5 separate regions of the Mus musculus genome follow, and all the other regions are linked to region 1. A link is a contact called in public Hi-C and promoter capture Hi-C data. All regions are on one chromosome and are shown on one strand. Each heading gives the region's core, a stretch centred on a gene start, on an enhancer-like site or on the middle of the called end of the contact. The rest is flanking DNA. Distances are from core to core; before and after follow the strand shown.

The links. Promoter capture Hi-C pulls out the DNA fragments that hold promoters and counts their contacts. A called contact is a pair of places that touch in the nucleus more often than the background predicts.
Region 2: a Hi-C map of myocytes shows a contact between it and region 1, with 2.1 times the contacts expected there. The contact joins the enhancer-like site here to the promoter of Ccdc110 in region 1. A contact is called at or near these places in 15 of 39 promoter capture datasets (the 3T3-L1 cell line, 3T3-L1-derived adipocytes, the C10 cell line and 9 more), 2 of 484 Hi-C or Micro-C datasets (myocytes and nephron progenitors), 1 of 115 datasets of contacts at active chromatin or transcription factors (embryonic basal ganglia) and 2 of 9 other capture datasets (embryonic stem cells and pancreatic islet).
Region 3: a Hi-C map of the C2C12 cell line shows a contact between it and region 1, with 3 times the contacts expected there. The contact joins the enhancer-like site here to the promoter of Ccdc110 in region 1. A contact is called at or near these places in 13 of 39 promoter capture datasets (the 3T3-L1 cell line, 3T3-L1-derived adipocytes, the C10 cell line and 8 more), 1 of 15 datasets of contacts at CTCF or cohesin (large pre-B cells), 4 of 484 Hi-C or Micro-C datasets (the C2C12 cell line, cortical neurons, embryonic fibroblasts and 1 more), 3 of 115 datasets of contacts at active chromatin or transcription factors (embryonic basal ganglia, embryonic stem cells and stem cell-derived neural progenitor cells) and 1 of 9 other capture datasets (embryonic stem cells).
Region 4: a promoter capture Hi-C map of stem cell-derived epiblast-like cells shows a contact between it and region 1, with 3 times the contacts expected there. The contact joins the enhancer-like site here to the promoter of Ccdc110 in region 1. A contact is called at or near these places in 11 of 39 promoter capture datasets (the 3T3-L1 cell line, 3T3-L1-derived adipocytes, the C10 cell line and 7 more), 7 of 484 Hi-C or Micro-C datasets (the C2C12 cell line, cerebellar granule neurons, embryonic stem cells and 4 more), 7 of 115 datasets of contacts at active chromatin or transcription factors (embryonic basal ganglia, embryonic stem cells, large pre-B cells and 1 more) and 1 of 9 other capture datasets (embryonic stem cells).
Region 5: a contact with region 1 is called in a Hi-C map of cortical neurons, with 3 times the contacts expected there. The contact joins the enhancer-like site here to the promoter of Ccdc110 in region 1. A contact is called at or near these places in 9 of 39 promoter capture datasets (the 3T3-L1 cell line, 3T3-L1-derived adipocytes, the C10 cell line and 5 more), 1 of 15 datasets of contacts at CTCF or cohesin (stem cell-derived epiblast-like cells), 10 of 484 Hi-C or Micro-C datasets (cerebellar granule neurons, cerebral cortex, cortical neurons and 5 more) and 4 of 115 datasets of contacts at active chromatin or transcription factors (embryonic stem cells, large pre-B cells and stem cell-derived neural progenitor cells).

Annotation. Positions count from the first base shown.
Region 1 is chr8:45,932,792-45,936,500 of GRCm38.p6, reverse strand. It overlaps Ccdc110 (coiled-coil domain containing 110), which reads right to left and starts at 1,882. Exons shown (of 7, transcript NM_001033246.3): 1 at 1,787-1,882; 2 at 1,337-1,483. The coding sequence starts at 1,796.
Region 2 is chr8:45,526,973-45,530,681 of GRCm38.p6, reverse strand. The region is part of intron 1 of Sorbs2 (sorbin and SH3 domain containing 2); the gene reads right to left. Among named protein-coding and RNA genes, the nearest start is that of Sorbs2, 21 kb to the right of the region's middle. Within about 2 kb of position 1,636, at least 31 of the 459 cell types and tissues checked have an H3K27ac peak or open chromatin away from gene starts, as enhancers often do. A contact at or near this core is called in the SN4741 cell line and myocytes, where this site is marked.
Region 3 is chr8:45,596,268-45,599,976 of GRCm38.p6, reverse strand. The region is part of intron 1 of Sorbs2 (sorbin and SH3 domain containing 2); the gene reads right to left. It overlaps Gm16351 (a long non-coding RNA gene), which reads left to right. Exons shown (of 5, transcript XR_003947381.1): 1 at 1-3,288; 2 at 3,561-3,656. Among named protein-coding and RNA genes, the nearest start is that of Gm16351, 6.8 kb to the left of the region's middle. Within about 2 kb of position 1,861, at least 40 of the 459 cell types and tissues checked have an H3K27ac peak or open chromatin away from gene starts, as enhancers often do. A contact at or near this core is called in the C2C12 cell line, embryonic fibroblasts and myocytes, where this site is marked.
Region 4 is chr8:45,614,142-45,617,850 of GRCm38.p6, reverse strand. The region is part of intron 1 of Sorbs2 (sorbin and SH3 domain containing 2); the gene reads right to left. Among named protein-coding and RNA genes, the nearest start is that of Gm16351, 11 kb to the right of the region's middle. Within about 2 kb of position 1,865, at least 28 of the 459 cell types and tissues checked have an H3K27ac peak or open chromatin away from gene starts, as enhancers often do. A contact at or near this core is called in stem cell-derived epiblast-like cells, where this site is marked.
Region 5 is chr8:45,633,393-45,637,101 of GRCm38.p6, reverse strand. All of the region lies in intron 1 of Sorbs2 (sorbin and SH3 domain containing 2), which reads right to left. It overlaps Gm51529 (a long non-coding RNA gene), which reads left to right. Exons shown (of 3, transcript XR_003947382.1): 3 at 1,223-2,086. Among named protein-coding and RNA genes, the nearest start is that of Gm51529, 6.4 kb to the left of the region's middle. Within about 2 kb of position 1,756, at least 14 of the 459 cell types and tissues checked have an H3K27ac peak or open chromatin away from gene starts, as enhancers often do. A contact at or near this core is called in cortical neurons and forebrain, where this site is marked.

The sequences.
Region 1 (3,709 bases), core at 633-3,132:
ATGTGGGAAGGGATTTAACTCAGCATTATAGCTCAAGAGTACAGGCTATTCTTTCAGGGTGAATTACAATGGGACAGATAGCTGAGTTGCATACACAGTAAATAAACAGAGAGCAAAGAATGAGTTCATGTGGGTGCTCAGCTTCCTTTCTCCATTTAAGCTGTGTAGACCACAGCCAAGGAATGGTGCCACCCACAGTGGGCAGCTCTTCCCACCTCAGCCATTGAAAGCCATATGATCCCCTACAGGCAGGCTCAGAGGTTCATTACCCGAGGGATTCTAGCTTCTGTCAAAGTGACAACTGTCATTGATAATTACAGATGCCCAACTCCTAGATCAGGGCCTGATACAGCAGGTTCTTCAAAATGCTTGCAGTTGAGCAAATGGATGGAGGCTCAGAAGCAGAAAAGGAGGGCCAGAACCAACCAGAAGGTACCCCTCATACGCATCCTGACAAGTTAAGGTTAGTTATGTTAGTTAGTTAACTAGCTGCTCTTATTTGTATAAGTCATGCTGTGGAGTATCACAGGAGTATCAGTCATCTACTGTGTTTGAGGTGAACTCTTCTTATTTGCTGCTGTGTTCATGAGGCTAAATGGTCCATGGCTTCCCGGATTCTGTCTCCCCTGAGTCTGACCTTTACAGGGGATTCGAGCTGATGTTTGCCCAGTAAGAACTTCACTCCTGAAACCATCTCCTCAGCCTCTAAGTGCAACACACATGCGCTTGCCGTATTGAGGCGACTCCAGCTTTTCTGACCTTTGTTGAGCGCAGGGGTAAATACTAGGCTATTTAAATGTCTTTAACCATCTGTGATGGTATTTAGTCTCGTTACCCTGCCCCACTTTGCTGGTTCCTCAGGGAAGATTACAGGTCTTCATGCCTGGTAACAGAGGAATACAGAAAGCGATGGTCTACTCATCCTCCATGTTCTCCATCTTCAATCAAGTTGACTTTTATCAGGGGAGGTGTGGCCTTGCATTGGCTAACGTGTGAAAAGGAACCCAGTCCCATGTCTACTCCATCAATTCTCTCTGCCTCACCTGGGGAACTCACGATTGGGGTCCCACCCATCAATCTAAAAGCCACCTTTGCTCATAAGTCCTGGCTCCTTCTCTTGATGTCCCACTGTGCACCCATGTGAGAGGGGTGCTGTCCCTTTGGGCTTCTCTTCAGGAAGTGAGATCCCAATGGCAGTGTTCTGTGGTCCTCAAGTTACTCTACACATCTGAGTCTTTGTTTATCGGAACTCGTGGCTGTTTGAATTCTTTCAAATATCCTCCCCATGCTATAGCTCATTTCCCACCAATATTTACTGCAAAAACGTAGATTTTACCTGGTTCATTGCCCCCGCTTTCCTTTACCCCCTCAGAGGAATTCAGGATCTTGGATGCTGAAAGGAGAATGGAGTCAACTTCATCTTCTTCCGCGAGGTGCTTCTCTGGAACAGACCCGAGCACAGCTTTTGGAGCTGGAAGGTAGCCTGGGAAGGTGAAGAAGCGAGGCACGGACATTCGGGTCGCCCACGCCCTCTGTGGCCACCAGAGGGCGCGCTATGATCAGGTAGAGATGTCAACTCTGCAAATAGGGGTGAAGGCGGCATCCCGCCAGGGGGCAGGCGAGTGCTTTCTCACTGAGCAGGGGATTTGAGGTCGGGAAGATAACGCACACCAGACCCATCCGGAAAACTCCGGAGGCTTTGGGATGAAGGGACATGGGTGTGGTTCCACTATCCTCCATTTCCCAGAGCCTCCCTCTAGAGGACAGCCTCCCGGATCGTTCTTACCGGGGCTCATTTCTGTCGCTTAAGATCTCTCCACCAACTGCCTTGCCCCAAGCATTCAGCTCTGCCGCTTCTAGCCGCAGCATCCCGTTGCCTAGTAACGGAGGTCGGGGGGGGGGGGAGCCCTGCCCACCCCCACCCTTTTCCGGAGCTGATGCAGACGATGTGATTGGTTTTCATTTATATGAAGTGCACTGATTTTCCTGTACACTTGATAAAACACTTGAAAAAGGCGGGTGCTTCCCCGGGAAGCAGAGCTTGAGTGACTGGTTAGAAAACACGAGCTTTTAAGTAAAAGTTTTCAATAAATACATATGACTTATTTTTGCAAAATCAGTTATCTCAGATAGAATATACAGTCATTGAGAACTGAATTTTAAATCACTGTGAGTAGGAATTGACAGCCACTATGATGTAATAATTTATTACTTAATAAATTACACCTGGCTTACTTTCAGGGAAGAGGCATGATGGTTTAATGTTCATGAGCTATAATTTCTTATTTTCTGGAGCAATGGTTTTTACAAGACTCGACAGTCTTTTTTTTTTTTTTTTTGGTCGCATTGGACAGCTTTAATACATTTAAATTTTTCAGCCTAATACATCTGTTAAACCACTATTCTAAAGAAAATAATATAGTTCATCAAATGCTGGGTATTAATGTAACAATGAAATATTATGTGACAACTCTAATTTGTGGATGGTGACGGTGAGTATTGGCTATTACATAGAAATCACCTGGAGATTTTCATGAGATGACTAAGTCACAACAGTTGGCATAGACTGTAAAACAAAATGATAAGTGTTTGCAATGTTAACCTCAATTTTAATCTGTGCACTGGTCTCAGCAGAAATCTACTTTTATTTTAGGATAACTTCTCAGTTAATCTATCAGAAAAATGACCTTTAGTAGAAAAGGTTTAAGTTTTAAAGATTTATTAATTTGTTTTGTGTGTGTGTGTGTGTTGTATGTGTGTGTGTGTGTGTGCATGCAGGTATGTATGTATGTGTTTGTGTGTGTGTGTGTGTGTACATGAGTGTGGAAGTCAGAGACTTATGCTGTATTTATTTATTGAGATCCACCTAAAGTTTTTGGAGCAGAGTATTTTGCTGCGCCTGGAGCTCACAGACAGTCTCTATTGTTTGGTCAGTGAGCCCAAAGGGATCCTCAATGTGGACAAAGGGCGACAGACATGTGCACCATGTTGCCCCTGGCCTTTTACCGTGGACATCAAACTCAGGTTCTCATGCTTGTGTGGTAAGCCATTCGCCAACTATCTGCCTGTCCTCCTGGACTATTAAGAGCAAATTGCTGACTTCATCCCATCTCTCCTGAACATTTGGGTGTGTATTTTATAAGAATACTGAAAAGAAGCACAATACACTGTTAATATTCAAGATTAGTGCTGATGCATAGTCACCCTATAGCTTCCAGGCATCACTGACATTCTTGCAGTAATGCCCTGGGTAGCCATAGGTCCCAGCCTAAAGGCTGGCATTACATCCAGTTGCCATGATCTGTTTATTTAATGCATTTTAATCTGATCAGTTTGATTTATCTTGAACTCCTACGGCCTTAACATTTTAGAACATTCTAGACCAATTATTCTGTAAAATGTTTTTGTGTCTTTTGTGGGTGTTTCCTAGTGGTAGATCAGGCCATGCACTCTTGTCAGGGGGGCATAATGGCTGTTGGTCCTCATTGTAGTCTCTCGGGTGGCACAGGATTGTGGTCTACAGCATCAGTGTGGTGTTCATTTGGTGACTAACTAATCTCTACCATAGATATTAAACCTTTGTTCTTTTTTGATTAAGAAATAGTTTGCATAAAATATTTTGGCTTATACAATAACTCCATTCATCACAAGCTTTTGGTTTTCTAGTTTACCTATAATTATCTCTGTATGGATCACTGTTTCTTATATT
Region 2 (3,709 bases), core at 387-2,886, 410 kb after region 1:
TACAGAGTGAGTTCCAGGACAGCCAGGGCTACACAGAGAAACCCTGTCTTAAAATATATATATATTTTTTTTTTCCAAAGTCTGAGACTCAAGTGGTACCGGGGTAAATTCAGGTCAGGGACAGCAGACAATCTTTGAATGATCAAGAGTCTATGTTTATAACAATTAAGAGAAAGTACAACAGTGAGATGACCATGTCCACCAATTCCTGAGTGTACCTCAGTTTGGAATATCCTTGAAGTGTTAGCAAACCAACTCCTAATACTTAGTAAACCAATAATTGGGAGAAAGGCATCTCAAGGTTTTAAAGAAAGGAATTGCTTAAAAGCAGCCAGAAACCAAACATAGAGGAGAAAGGGAATGAGAAGGAGTTTAAGGAACAGCAACAGATAAAGAGGAAAACGAGGGTTAACTAATGAGGACTTGGAGAAATCTCAGAGACATCTGCAGATACAGAAAGAGGTGTCATCTTAGAATGACACACACATTGCTTTCAGTGTCATCCTGACAGTTGCCAATAATTAGGAGTGGCTCATTCTACTATCTTCATTATTCTGGGTATGGAAGATGATATTGTATGCCTTGGCCAGTGGACTACTGTCTCCATTTAAAAAAACACAAGTAAAAAATTCAGATACATTCAAATATTAAGTCAGGTAAAAATAGATCTATCTCAAATGAACACATCCTGCTGAACCAAGCCAACTGTGTGGCCTTCCTTCCCCAGACAGTGTCAAGTTTTTATTGCAAAATGTGAAGAGAACAGAGTCACCTGAATGTGATGTCACTGCAAGCCTCTGAGGCCAACCTCTGTCAACAGCTCAAGTAAGGCCCAGTTCCAAACTAGATGAGGCCAACTCCATATCTGCTTATCCTGTCCTACCATGGTTTGTTCTGACAGACCATACCTTATCCTAAAAGCTAATAAAAATATTCTCTAGATTTCTGTCACCCACTAGAAATACAACTATCCATGCCACTTTGTCAATTAACCTACTATGTTCATTGTTTAGCAATTGTGGAGAAAAAAAAAACAAATAGAATTCATTGAAATCTTCTGGTTCAAAATATATCTAAAATGTCTCCATCTGCTAAAAGGTAGTTTTGTATCTCTACAACATGAATAACATGTTTGGTTCTCAGGCAGTCAAAGCAATCATGGGCACTTGGGGCTTTCAGAGAAACTAAGCTGATTCAATATCACTGGGTAGGCTAATGACCAGTTTCCTGGGAGAAGATCAGAATGGCTTACACCAGCCATGACTTCAAAGGCAGAGCAAACTGAGGAGTAATTGTATTTTCATGTGTTGATGAAAACACCATCTACCTAGTGATCTTATGTCTGCTTGAATATTACAGGATTTGCATAGTATTATTGTAGAATTATCAAGTGTGGTGTTTACCATAGCCTATTGAAGTAGGGCAGTGTTTAAATGATCTTAGGGAGTCTAACAGTTTGTATGCACATATGTGTGTTTGCTTAATAAAGAACACAAACTGAGTGACTTATACAATGGAAATGATCTCATAGCTCTGGAAGCCAGAAGGTTAGGGACAAGGCTATGGAAGGGTGGTTTCCTTCTGTGGTTATGGGGACAGATTTGTTCTCTGCCTCTCCCGGTTTGTCACACATGCTTGGCATTCTTTGGCTTGAAGCACATTACCTTATTCTCTGTCTTTGTCTTTACACGGTGTTCTTCCCATGTATGTCTATGTCAAAATTCTCTTTGTTTATAAGGACATCACTTGCCCTGGCCTAAGAGTCTACCCTATTTCACTATGACCTCATCTTACCAGCCTATTTCCAAAAACAGATCACATCCTGAGATACTGAAAGTTAGAATTTCAAAATATATCTCTGAAGGTAATGGACACAATTTAACCATTGCAGTGGTACTTTGGTGAAAACAGGTCATATAAAATTAGAATCCTTACTGAAAAGATAATAAAGCTTAGCCTCATGCACGCATTGACTTTATACTGGCTTTTGGCTCTCACTATCTCTGGATTGGTGGATTACATACTTCCCAGAGATTCTAGTTTTATTCTAAATCAAAAGTCTTTTCTTCAAAGTAGTTTCCTCTATAGAAAAACAAAACAAAACAAGACCAAAAAACCCAAAACCAATCTCTTGGAAAGATGCATCATCAACCCTTTCCAGGTAGGTTAACTGCGGTCACCCCCTCTATTCAAGTGACAGAGCTGACTTCTCTTTTAGATTTTGTATCTTTTTTCTCCTGACCTCTTTAGCTACTACATATAGCTACTATATATAGCTACTGTAGCACTCAGAACTGTCTGCCTGAGAACATATATGAAAAGCCATCTTGAGGAGTAGACCTCAGTGTAAACCCTTGTAAGCCCTTATGGACAGAAACACACACAGACACTTTTCTAGCCACTCAGGGACTCCTATTGGTAGAGGCAACCAAAATTACTCTTTAAGAATAGAGAAGATCCAATTTCCCTTAACTTAGAAAATTTACTATTTTTCTGAACTTCATGTGTGATTTCACATAGAAAAAAATATTTGAGAGAGAAATCAAAAAAGTTGTGAACATTCATCTCAGGCCAAACACTCAAACTGTGGTCCCTTTTCCCTAAAGACTGTTGATATAGTCCTCCATGTGTATCCTAGACTCCTCTATCCACAAGGCCGTTGATCTTGACTTTTCCAGACAGTTTGTAATAGAATCAAGCAACTTTTGAGTTATTTGTATTTGGCAGTGCCTATTATGTATCAAATAGTTTCTGTCTCTCTGGGTCAAAGCCAATAATTATAGATGTCAAAATAGACTGATAACTGAAACCAGTGAGGAATGTATCAGTTGCCCAGTGGGTGGTTGAATAAAACCTAAGCCAAATTAAATAATGGAGAGGCGTGTGTGTTATAAAGCCACAAGGATTTAATCCATAGCAGCTATTATTTCCACATGCTTCTGTTCTACTAAGGTCAAGTGTTTCTGCAGCAAATGCAGAATTTCCAACTTATTATTTCCTGTTTAAATACTGCTTATCTAATAATTCAGAACTACAGACTAATGTATGAAAGCTAACACCTTAAAACAGAGATTTCTTGAATTTTGTACCAGTTTGCTCTGCCCCACTATGCTTATTGACATATGGGTTCCAACATGCTCAAAATAATATCAAGCACATAAATCATTCCCATTGTGTATTAGCACTATTCTAACTGTGTGGATGATGTCAGGTCAGATCAGCAGGACAAGCCCCAACAGCGAAGGATACCACTTCATTGCTGTGTAGCCATTGTGAATACCCAAGCTGACTCCTTAGACATATAAACTTTAACTTGGGGAATTTATGAGGTCACCCCCCCCCCCCACCTTCGCCATCATCATTGAGAAACAAACCAGTTAAGAATCTAGTGAGGTAAGCAGTTTTTGAGATGTTGTATAGTACATGAGCAAAATTTATTTTGCTCTCCTAAAGGTCAAACGAAGTTATAACTGGAAATCAAAACAAATCACCATTGGAGAACATGAAAGGTAAGCTTGTATAGTTTTTGATTGGAAGCATTCCCTGTTACAGGATGGCTATGAAGTGACCCTTGTAGGGTTCAGGTGTAGAGGGCTTGGGCTTCAGCAAACAGATCTAATCATTGGGGCATGCTTGAAACACGAAGATGTGATTATAATTAATCACAGTGATAGGTTAACCTATCAATAGAGTCTTGAATTGGTGGCAT
Region 3 (3,709 bases), core at 612-3,111, 340 kb after region 1:
TTTTTAACATAACCCAGGACCACCTCCTTAGGGATGGTGGAACACACAGTGGGAAGAGGTCTCCAGCTTCGATTAATAATCAAGATAGTTCCCTACAGACAGGCCCACGAGCTCATCTGATCCAGACAATTCCATGATCAAGGCTATGTTAGCTTTAATTGTCTACTTTCAAGTGTGTATGATAACAAAAAATTTAAACATTCTAGAAAGGGGGAAAAATTCTTATATGGAGTTTGTTGGGTAGGGTGGAAACTTACTATAATTGGTTATAAGGCTGTTTTTATAGAGCAATAAAATGTTCTAATCTTTCCATGCTAGAAGTTTCATGATTTAATCAAATTTCAAATTTTATATCTACATCTCAAAAGAATGAATGTCTATAAATTACATGTTTATAATTTTGTACTGCTTGTTTTATTATTGTGGTAGCGTCTCATTTAGTCCATTCTACATTCTAACTGTTTACCTGGCCAAAGGTGACCTTAAATTCCTATCCTCTGGCACCATACCTGGTTTATATTGTACTAGAAATCCAACCCCCTGGGCTTCTTGAATGCTAGGCAGGTACTCTACCAACTGCACCACAACTCCATCACCTAATTATGTGTCTATAAACCTGACTTTAGCACTTTATTTGTTAGCTTTTGGGTTTCTCTGTATAGCTCTGGCTGTCCTGGAATTCGTTCTATAGGCCAGGCTGGCCTCTAACTCAGAGATCTGCCTGCTTCTGCCATCCTGGATGGTGCTGGATAAACTTTAAAATGACTAAGATCAAGGCACGAAAGCCTGAGGGATCTTCCTGAGAGCAATCTCCCTGGTAAAGCCTAAGGCAAAAGAGTGATAATAGACAGTCAATGAGGCAGAAAGCAAGGCGGGGGGAGGATGAGTCTGTTGCTGATGAGACAGACTGCTATTTATCTAATTCAGTGTTCAAACTCAGGAACATTTGGGAGAGAGAGAGAGCAGAGGAGGGAGTTGCTGTGGATGAGCCAGAGTCTCCAAAAACACTGTGTTTAATGCTTTTATTTATGATATTTAATTTTGAGAGCCAAAAAAAATGATATATTCTACATGTGTAATAAAAACTAGGAAAGTAAGACTGGGCAAACTGTTATTGTAGGATGACAACCAAGATATCGGAAAGTAACTCATGGTAGGCCCCTGATCCCAGGGATGCCTGTGTGTGGAAAGAATGACTGTGGGGGATGCTTTAAAAAATAATAATAAAAGGGGATATGGACCAAAACAATTAGACGAAGCTTATTCTATGAATTTACACTTATCTTCTGTTTGGTAATAGATATAATATTGACAGTATTTTAATTTTTTTGTATTTTAATTTTCTACTGCACTATATTTAAGACAATAATAATTTTTGGTGGGGGAAGGGATAAGAAATAAAACTTGAGTTTTGCTAGTTCTACCTAGCAAAGAAATGGCTTTCTTTGCTGTCTGGGAGGAATGATCAAAGTTGGTTTCCCTCTGGAAACACCTGCAGTATCTTTTGGATGGATGTACCGGTATCGCGCTCTGCCTGGGATGGAGGTGGCTGCTGAGTGCCAAAATGTTGGTGCCATAAATTAAAGCCACTCACATGCGTCCTGGTGGACAATCTCAACTCAGATTCCATTCTTGAAGCCGCTGTGGTCCCTGTGTCTACATCAGCCAGACAGATCAACTCCTCCTTCACCTCTCTAGGTTCCAGCCAGATCCCCACAGAAGGATGAGGGAGTGACTTATGATGGCATGTGTGACATTCCCTTCACTCCATTGCCCTTCCCAGGCTGCTGGACATAGCAGTGACAATTATAGTAACCTTGACTCCATAAGGAATGTGACGACTTGAACCTTAGCAATGAGTCATTCCAGAGCAAGAATTTGTACACTAGCGCCTGAGCTGGTGACTAAGTTGTGGAAGCACCAGGCACCCATCTAAGGAGATATGTTCATGAGGCAGAAATGGACTTCATTAACAATAAGCAAAAATTTTCAAATATCTTTTTTTTTGGTCTGAAAATATATTTGTCCTAAGGACCAAACCTGGTACTGAACTGGTCTATTCAATTTACTACTCAGTGACATTCTCTGGTCCTCTGGATGGCTGTTCTCCTCAAACAGCAAGTAGGCTGCCATCTGTATGAGAGCTAACTGGATCTTTTGGAATCCCATAACTTACTACATTCCTGAAAACTTGGAGGTGGTCTGGCGTGGGTTCTAAATTCTCCAGAAAACTAAGAATCTCCACGTGATCCCCAAACCATAGTTTGCTGTTGTGCTATCTGCCAACTTCAATTAAAGTTGGGGATTCAGTAGCAGTGACACTCTAAGTTGGAGGCTTAGGAATCGTCAGAGTACATGAGTGTCCTGGAATGGAGATGGAGAGAATTTAGATTTCCTTTTTATTTTCTCTCTCCTCTCTCCTCTCTCTCTCTCCCTCCCTCCCTCTATCCCCTCTCTCTCTTTCTCTCTTTTTCTCTCCCATTCTCCCCTCTTCTCTCCATTTTCCCCACTTTCTTCCCCCTCTCCTCTCTCTCCCTCCCCCCTCTCTTTTATAAAGGCTCTAGGGTTGACGCCAAGTGTGTAATGGTTCTTGTGTGCTTCAGGCCTTTATAAACACTGTTGGAGAAGGGGCTGTGGCATGTGGATACTGGTCAACCTACAAGAACCACTAAATGCCTTTAGCCATGGAACTATAATATTGTGGAACAGAAAGAGAAATGGGAGTGGCTGGCCAAGCGATGATTTAGACCTCATGAAATCATAACACACTGTCTTAAACTTTGTATTGGTAAAACATTGGTCATATAAATAACCACCATGATTCTGCATAAATTTATGAAGATGAACTTGGAAAAAAAACTAGAAAAATAACCCTTGCATAAGTGAAAATTTTCATTGTTCAGAATCAAACCCAAATTTTTCATGTCTGTTATAGGCATTCCTGATTAAAAAAAAAAAAAAAGCTTTTAAATATCTCATCTGACAATTAGGTGGATTGGATGGGGACCTGAAGCTTAACCTTCATTTCTACAGTAAATATGTTCTAATCATTTTGAAGTTGCTTTGAGACTTTTTAAGAAGACTCTAGAGGAACCAGAGGAACATATTTTCTCGAGCATGTTTACTGCTGTAGCTTCATCAAAGATACACACGATTGTGACATAGTTGTGGCATAGAGATGATTGTGACATAGTTGTTTCATAGTGAGATGAGACCATTGCAAGCTGGTCTAGAAAAAGCTTGTTGATCTTGGATAATCTTTGTGTCAACTTGATGGATTTAAAATAAGTAAGCTCTGTCCATGTCTATAGGAGAGTTTCTAGATTAGGCTAACTGAGGAGAGAAATGTGGGCAGCACTGTGGGCATGTGTCTTAGACTAAGTAGAAAGAAAAAAAGAAAAAGAAAAAAAAAAGAACTGGGCAAGAGTAGTCAGTGTTCTCTCCCTCATAACATGTGAATACAATGTGACTAGCTGCCTCAACTTTCTGATGATATGGTGGACTGAACCCCCAAATTGTGAACCCAAATAAACTCTTCCTTCCTTACACTGCTTTTTCAGGCATCGTCTTTCAGCAACATGATGGACTGAAACAGACAGTGGCCTTCAAGTGATGTTGAGAGGACCACTTGAATGGCTGATCCTGAAGAATGTGAGGTACCATCTCAGGACCCCATTAGGGTAGGGCCCTATCAGGCTGGCAGAGCATC
Region 4 (3,709 bases), core at 616-3,115, 320 kb after region 1:
AAGACTTGAAATTATTAGGTGAAGATATTCCTAAAATTCTTCTCATACAGACTTGGACTGTTCTGAATGGCAGCATTCACTGTCTAGTGCTTTTCAAAGTTTGACATTTCAGAATCAATAGACGTAAAATACTGGGGCTGGTGGGAAAGAGGTAGCTCATCAGTTAAGAATGTGGAGTGCTCTTCCAGAGAACCAGGGTTCATTTCCAGGAAGCCACACTGAGCAGCTCACAACTGCCTCTAATGAGCAGCTCACAATTGCCTGTAGTTCTAGTTTCAGGGAATCTAGCATCCTTTTTTGACTTCTTTTGGTCACTTGCACTTATGTGCACATATCACCCCTGCTTCCCATGCCTATATATGTATACCTAAAAATAATTTAATAAGATAAAATAAATCTCGAAGAAGAAGAGGAGGAGGAAGATGAGAAGGAGGAAGCAGAGGGGGAGGAAGAAGGAGAAGAAGGAGGAGAAGAAAGGAGAAAGAAAAAGAAAGAAGAAGGAAGAAAAATAAGAAAGGGGAGAAGAGGAAGAAGGAGAAGGAGGAGGAGGAAGAGAAGAAGATGAGGAGGAGGAGGAGGAGGAGAAGGAGGAGGAGGAGGAGGAGAAGAAGAAGAAGAAGAAGAAGAAGAAGAAGAAGAAGAAGAAGAAGAAGAAGAAGAAGAAGAAGAAGAAGAAGAAAGAAGGAGGAGAAGGGATAATAGAGGCAATAGAGATAATGGAGGCCTGCACCGCACCACTTCACCAACCCTCAGATGCAGTATTTTTTGCTAGTGTTCTGGAAGCCTTCGAGACCCCCAATCTGAGAAACAGTGAGCACCGAAGCACTCCTAAGCCAGTGAGCTGCTTTTCTGTTCAGAATCTTCTTGCCTTTGCTGGGTTTTCTTGGATGGACACAATAAAGATGCTGTGACTGTGACCTGAATGAGACATGTCTTGTTTCCTGGGAGGTTAAATTGCCAACCATGTATTATGTCTTAGCATCATGGAGGTGTGATAATTTATTTGAGAACGGCAAAGTTGGCTGGAATCTGATAACATATAAAAAGAACACTTTAAAAAAAGAACAGACTTCTGTGTTACACAGCATGGGGAAAGGCTCAGTGCTTAAAAGTCACCAAGGACCAGGGAGGAAGCTACATCAGTAAAGTGTGGATTCACAAGCATGAGGGATGAACTGAGTTAAGACCATAGTATCCACATTAAAGGGGAAAAAAATCGCCTGTAATTTCAGCACCTGGGAGCTGGAGACAGGCATATCCTGTGTGCTGGCTAGTTAGCCAATCTAGCAAAGTTAGCAAGCTACAGGTTTATTGAGACACACTCTCTCAAAAAAGTAAGGTAGTTCCCAGAATCTACCTGATGGCTCACACTGTCAGTAATTCCAGTTCCTCCACAGGCACATACACACGCACATGTGCAGGATAATCACTCAGATGTGTAAAATAAAACTAAGTAAATCTTTAAAAATAAGGTGTAGAGTGATTGGGAAAGACCCATGTTGATTTCTGGCTTATATATGTGCATGCACGCGCGCGCACACGCGTGTGCACACACACCCCCCCCCCACACACACACAGAGAGAGAGAGAGAGAGAGAGATTATACAGCTGTTAAAAATGGGTCTACACACAAAGAAATTGTGGACATTGGTAACTACTCCCTTTCTTAGGATCTCACGGTGTGCTTCAGAATTTAGAACGTTCTAAGAAGACCAAGAAGAGTATCAAGATCCTATTTCATAGTTCTAACCTATTTTTTAAAAGATACTCATGGCACAAAAGATATTCATATTGTGTGAACTGCAGCAGCAACAAATCCATGGACTCACCCAATGCCCTAGCTCTACTTTCAGTAAGTAAAAGTCTGGATGTATGATCGCTGGTAGAAGACACACAACTGGGTGTGCTGATTAGATTTTTGACAGCTCCTCAAAGCGGTCTATAAAATTAAGAAGATTGTTTCTCTCTTCTCACTCGTCCCTAGAAGATCCTTATTCTGTGGAAGCGCTGCCCATTGGTAAAGAATGCTGCACAGAAACCAAGGAACTCCTATCAGACAGCCCTTCCCCCACCTACCACATTACATCATCCCGTTTCATCCAATCACAATTCAGCGTTCATCCAATCGCATTTCAGCATAACTGTCCATTCCTTATTGCTGCCTTAGCATAAAGAGCTTTCCCTAGGTCTTTGGGTCTTTGTTTCTGAAGGCCCCCGGGGACACATAAACTTTGATTAAGTGAATTTTTAAAAAATGTGTATCCTGTTAACTTGTCCTTGTCATCAAATGACAGCTGTGACACTCTGCTGGGTGAGGAAATGCGCCCCTCCCCTTTCTGACCCCAGCAAAAGGAGGAAAGAAAACATTATTCCAATTTAAAGGCTGGTTTTCTTACTAGCAACAATTATCACTTGGAAACCCAACTATAGGTTGCTACTGAAGTGAAAGAAACAATTTCTGTTTCTAACCTTTCTTTACAGGGCGCCTAACTGCACTATGAAAAGAATGGTTTTTATTTCCTCTCATTTGCTGTGAGCCACCTCCCCTGCTCAACAGCTCCTCTCTCAGCTGGTGGAGACGTCTTCACCTCGCACTCCTGCGGAGTGAAGTATCCCAGGTCGTGGCAGGGAGTCTTTCTGCAGTTAACTAAACAAGCTGGCCCTCCAGCCTTTGAAGATCCACGTGCTACAGAAGCCGAACATCTTCATTCAAGTAAAATCTAAGTGGACACACACACACACACAAATCTAAGTGGGGAAGCCAATCTTTGCGGTGTGTTAATGCTTCGGGAACTGTGAGATGGTTCAGGAACTGTGCACTCAGACGGAAGGCTTTCTCAATTCAACTATTGATGGTTACTGCTGTGTGCTTTGTGGATTGGAGCTGTTGAGTTTTCTCTGATGATCCGTCCCCCACCCCCACCCCCGCCCACAGTTGGGACTTCTTGGAAATGCTGTTTTACTTTAAGTGGCCCACAAAGTGCACTCACCTACTGAAGCACGGACACTCATTGACCATGAATACTTGTTATTCAGGTTCTGCTGGTCTGTGATAAACACAAGCCCAGAAGGCCAGCCAGCACAGCATGCCAGGACCTCACAGGGTTTCTTGCGTATTATTTAAAATATGTTTCTCTCTGCTCTGCAAATCAGTTATATACAAGCCATCATTTTTTTCCCTAAATAAAACAAATTGTTCTTCTGAGCTAGCAAGTATAAGACCTACCGAATGGAATAGTTCAAAATGTTCGAAATCACGCTTCTTTTGCCGGGCAGAACCATTCAATATATTATCTCCCCAGACTCTCAGGGACAGGGGAATTACAAAGATCTGACAAAATCAGCTCATTTATTTAGCTAACGTGTTTTGAGTTCTGCAAAGGGCTGGGTACAGAAATCAGGTGAAATAACATTAAAATTGAAAATGACAAGATTTCCATAAGACCCATCCTTATATATGGAGTCATGTCTTGCATTACTAAACTCCCTTATTTATAGATTGAGAAGAGATTAGAACACTGCCCATCCATGGATTATTATAATGACCACATGCTGAGAGCATGCTCACAAAACGTCATGTGCACCATCTCATCCCTGTGCCTGCTGCGCATCTCCTCTACCCAAGAGTATCCACATACTCATCAGCACCATTATCGCTTCTGCTGCCTTAGAAACCCACGAAGGAGGTATTTACTGAAGGGGGTTTATGT
Region 5 (3,709 bases), core at 507-3,006, 300 kb after region 1:
TTATGACTTAGATTATCATTTGCTTTTATTAAATAAGAAGGTGGTATCTTCTGTCCTGATAATAAATCTAAAAATTAATTTAAAATGCAGTCCAAATACTTTATATACAGGGGAAGGGAATTTTTGCATAATTGAGAGGAAACTGTAATCAGTTAGGTTCGTTTTATAGAATTAAAGCTCTGGTAGAAAGGAAGTCAAGAACATAATCAGATTTCAGACCACATCTTATCTGAAAAGACATGTTTCTATGTAAAGTCAGAGACTTCAGGATGTACCCTCAGTGCCTAAGACATGGAACTAAGAAAATCCTTTTCCCTAAACAGGTATAGTGAAAAGGGATGACTCTTGTTTCTTTAGTAAATCAGACGACTCTACTCTTTGCTGTTTTTATTTTTTATTTTTTTTTAATTCTCAGATGTCACTACCACAAGGCTGGTTGTTTTCAAGATTAAATTGTGGGGAAGTTGATAGTGTGCTAAATGAGCCAAGTTATTTTCTATTGTGTCAGGGCTTCCTTTGTTCAAGATACCTTGAAGACTTCAAAGGATTCCTGAGACATTAGCTTAGTGTTTTACCTAAAAAGGGCACGAACCCCATGCACAAAAATCTCTTAACAAAAAGAGCATCTGAAGACATATGGGCCATATGAATTTTCTCATGATGAAAGTCAAAAGCAATCGGTTCTCCCTACTTCAATTTAACCTCTATTCTTTCACACAGGTTATATTGACAGACAGGAACCTATCTGTCTACAACCCATTCAGTCTACTTTCCAGCCACCACTTACTTCTGGCCAAGGCCATGATGCAGTAAACAGCCAAAGCACTGTTGTTTTCTCATGGAATTTACATTCACATGGGATGACTAGACATACATAGAATAGCTTTATTTAAATGGCATAAAGATGCAATGGGCAAAGTGTAAGGAACAACTAGGTAGATGACTGTGTTAAGTCTTTCTTCAGCTGACCGATCACGAAAGTCCTGCTGAGCACTGCTGAGTCACATGGCCTGAAAAGTGCCTATTCTTGGTGTGTTCATGATTTCCAGCCCTTCTGTGAGAGTTAACACACATAAAGATCTTAGGATAGTAGCTAGCATGGGGCAAGTGCTTACTTTACAGCATCCTTAGGTTGATTGGTTTGGATCATTTTTGGACTAATATTTTCTGCAGCTTGCCTGGAGCCCTGCCTCTGGGTTAACGGCATTTTCTGCTTTTGCAGATGACCCAGGTTTGAAACCCAGCACCAATGCCCCGCCGCTGACAACCACCTGGAACACCATCCACAGACTGATCAGACACTTCAGAACTCTGCAGGCACTGGCACGGGAACATAAACCGACCCACAGGCATACGTACATATAATTATAAAATAAAATAAACCTGAAACAGAAATGTTTTTCTAGCTTACCGAATGCTAAGTATCTGAGCTTTCGTTTTCTTGAATCCATTTGGAAGCTGTTATTTTGATTACTTATCTAAGGTCTTCCAGCTTCTACGGGTTTTCAACTTTAAAAGATCTCCCTAAATTGACACTATTTCCTAGCTTAAGCTCTCTAATTATACTCTGAAGCATAAGGAGAAAAAGCTTAGAATTTGTGGTGTTTAAATGATCTTCCTTACGCTATTTTAAATAGAAGGCAAATGTGAATTCGTTCTCGTTGATCTTGTTTTCTCAATGGGTGTGAATAGAGCCAGATACTTTAGAAGGAACAGAAATCGCATTTCCTTGTCTGAATTATTCATGACACTCCAAGATACATTTAAGCTTTCCCCAGGTCCTGGCAGTAGTCCTGTGTTATGAAACTGTTGGAGCTCAGTGAGTGCTTTTCTTCAGGAAGACTATATTTTGCTTTAAAAAATAATAATAGCATTTCCTAAAATTTTCAGTTTTTTCCTTCTCGTCTGTTTTGTAATTTCAAAAAATAAAATAAAAAATAAGAAACGTCTCCTTATTTGCTTTTTTATCTCTGAGTAAAAATGGCCTTTTAAAAAAATCACATGTCAGCATCAGGACAATGTGGACAGAAGATCTGATTACTGTGGGCCATCTATTCATTTGCTATGCTGACTGAAGATTTAATGGACTGTCTCAGTCAGGGTTTCTATTCCTGCACAAACATCATGACCAAGAAGCAAGTTGGGGAGGAAAGGGTTTATTCAGCTTATACTTCCACACTGCTGTTCATCACCAAAGGAAGTCAGGACTGGAACTCAAGCAGGTCAGGAAGCAGGAGCTGATGCAGAGGCCATGGAGGGATGTTCCTTACTGGCTTGCCTCACCTGGCTTGCTCAGCCTGCTCTCTTATAGAACCAAGACTACCAGCCCAGAGATGGTCCCAGCCACAAGGGACCTTTCCCCCTTGATCACTAATTGAGAAAATACCTTACAGTTGGATCTCATGGAGGCATTTCCTCAACTGAAGCTCCTTTCTCTGTAATAAAGGAGCTTTGTCAAGTTGACACGAAACTAGCCAGTACATGGACCAACCTGTTTCCTGAATGCCTTCAATGTCCCAGCTGCCATTCTAAAGCCGGAGTCCAGTTTTGCTTGCCACTTTTGTTCTGACCAAACATTGATCTTTTTTTTTTTTTGTTTTTAACCTTAGGTACTCACATGACCTCCCCTTACCTAAAATTGTCTAACCTAGCAGACAAGCACACAAAACACAAGACTATCTGCGCTGTTGGAACAACCGATTGGTTCTAACATTTTCATCTTGACCACTATGTTGTTTATATAGATCTGGCAGTCTATCTGGATGTGGTAGCAAATGTTTGCAATCTCAGTACTCAGGAAGCAGAGGCAGGAGGATTAGGGGTTGGAAGCCAGCCTGGCCTCTTTCAAAGAAGTCAAGGGAGTCAGAGAGCTGGATCAGTGGCTAAGAGCAACTGATGCTCTAGCTGAGAACCGTGGCTACCTAAGTTCCTGCGTCCATGTGGTAGTCCACAACCTTCTGCAACTCCCAAATTCCAAGGGGATCTGATAGCCTCTCTGGACTCCACAGGTACCACACAATGTCCTGTAAGTGCTAGGTGCAGGGAAAATATCCATACACATCAAATAAAATCATGTAAATCCTTAAGAACAATAACAAAGGGGAAAAAAAATCCAGATCTGGCTAGTAAGAGACAAGTCCTTTCAAAAGGTTTTTTTTTACTCTCACAGCATAAACTATGGAATTTTCCACACACTTATGTAGCTGACAGATTATGTGCACTTGTTTCAGAGTACACTAAACCTTCACCAGACTACACAGTGAGCACAAACACAGATGGGGTTGCTGTGACCTGATCCTCTTTGCCTGATTAACTTCAGCACAGAAAATGACAGAATAAGGTGGGGTGGCGCATTGGCAAGCCACAAGAAGTCATCACTTCAGCATCCACTGTGGGCTCCCTAAGCTTCTTGTTGTTACTGTTGGGTTCTTTTCCTAAGCGGTATCAAGTATGGGTACAGGGTGTAAAATGTTCAACGTCCTAATGAGGCCGGAAGCAGGGGAGGCTTAGTTAAGAGGTGGAGAAAGACCCCGTAGTCATAAGTGTAGGCACATTTCTATTTATAGGGATGTCACCTCAATGCCAGTCACTTCCTGGGAGACCTAAAATGCACATGGGCTTTGTAGAGGATAGAAGGAACATTTAAACAAAAGTATTTTCTCCAGTGTGGCCAGAATATATATGGATTTTGTTATTGTTGTTTTGTTTT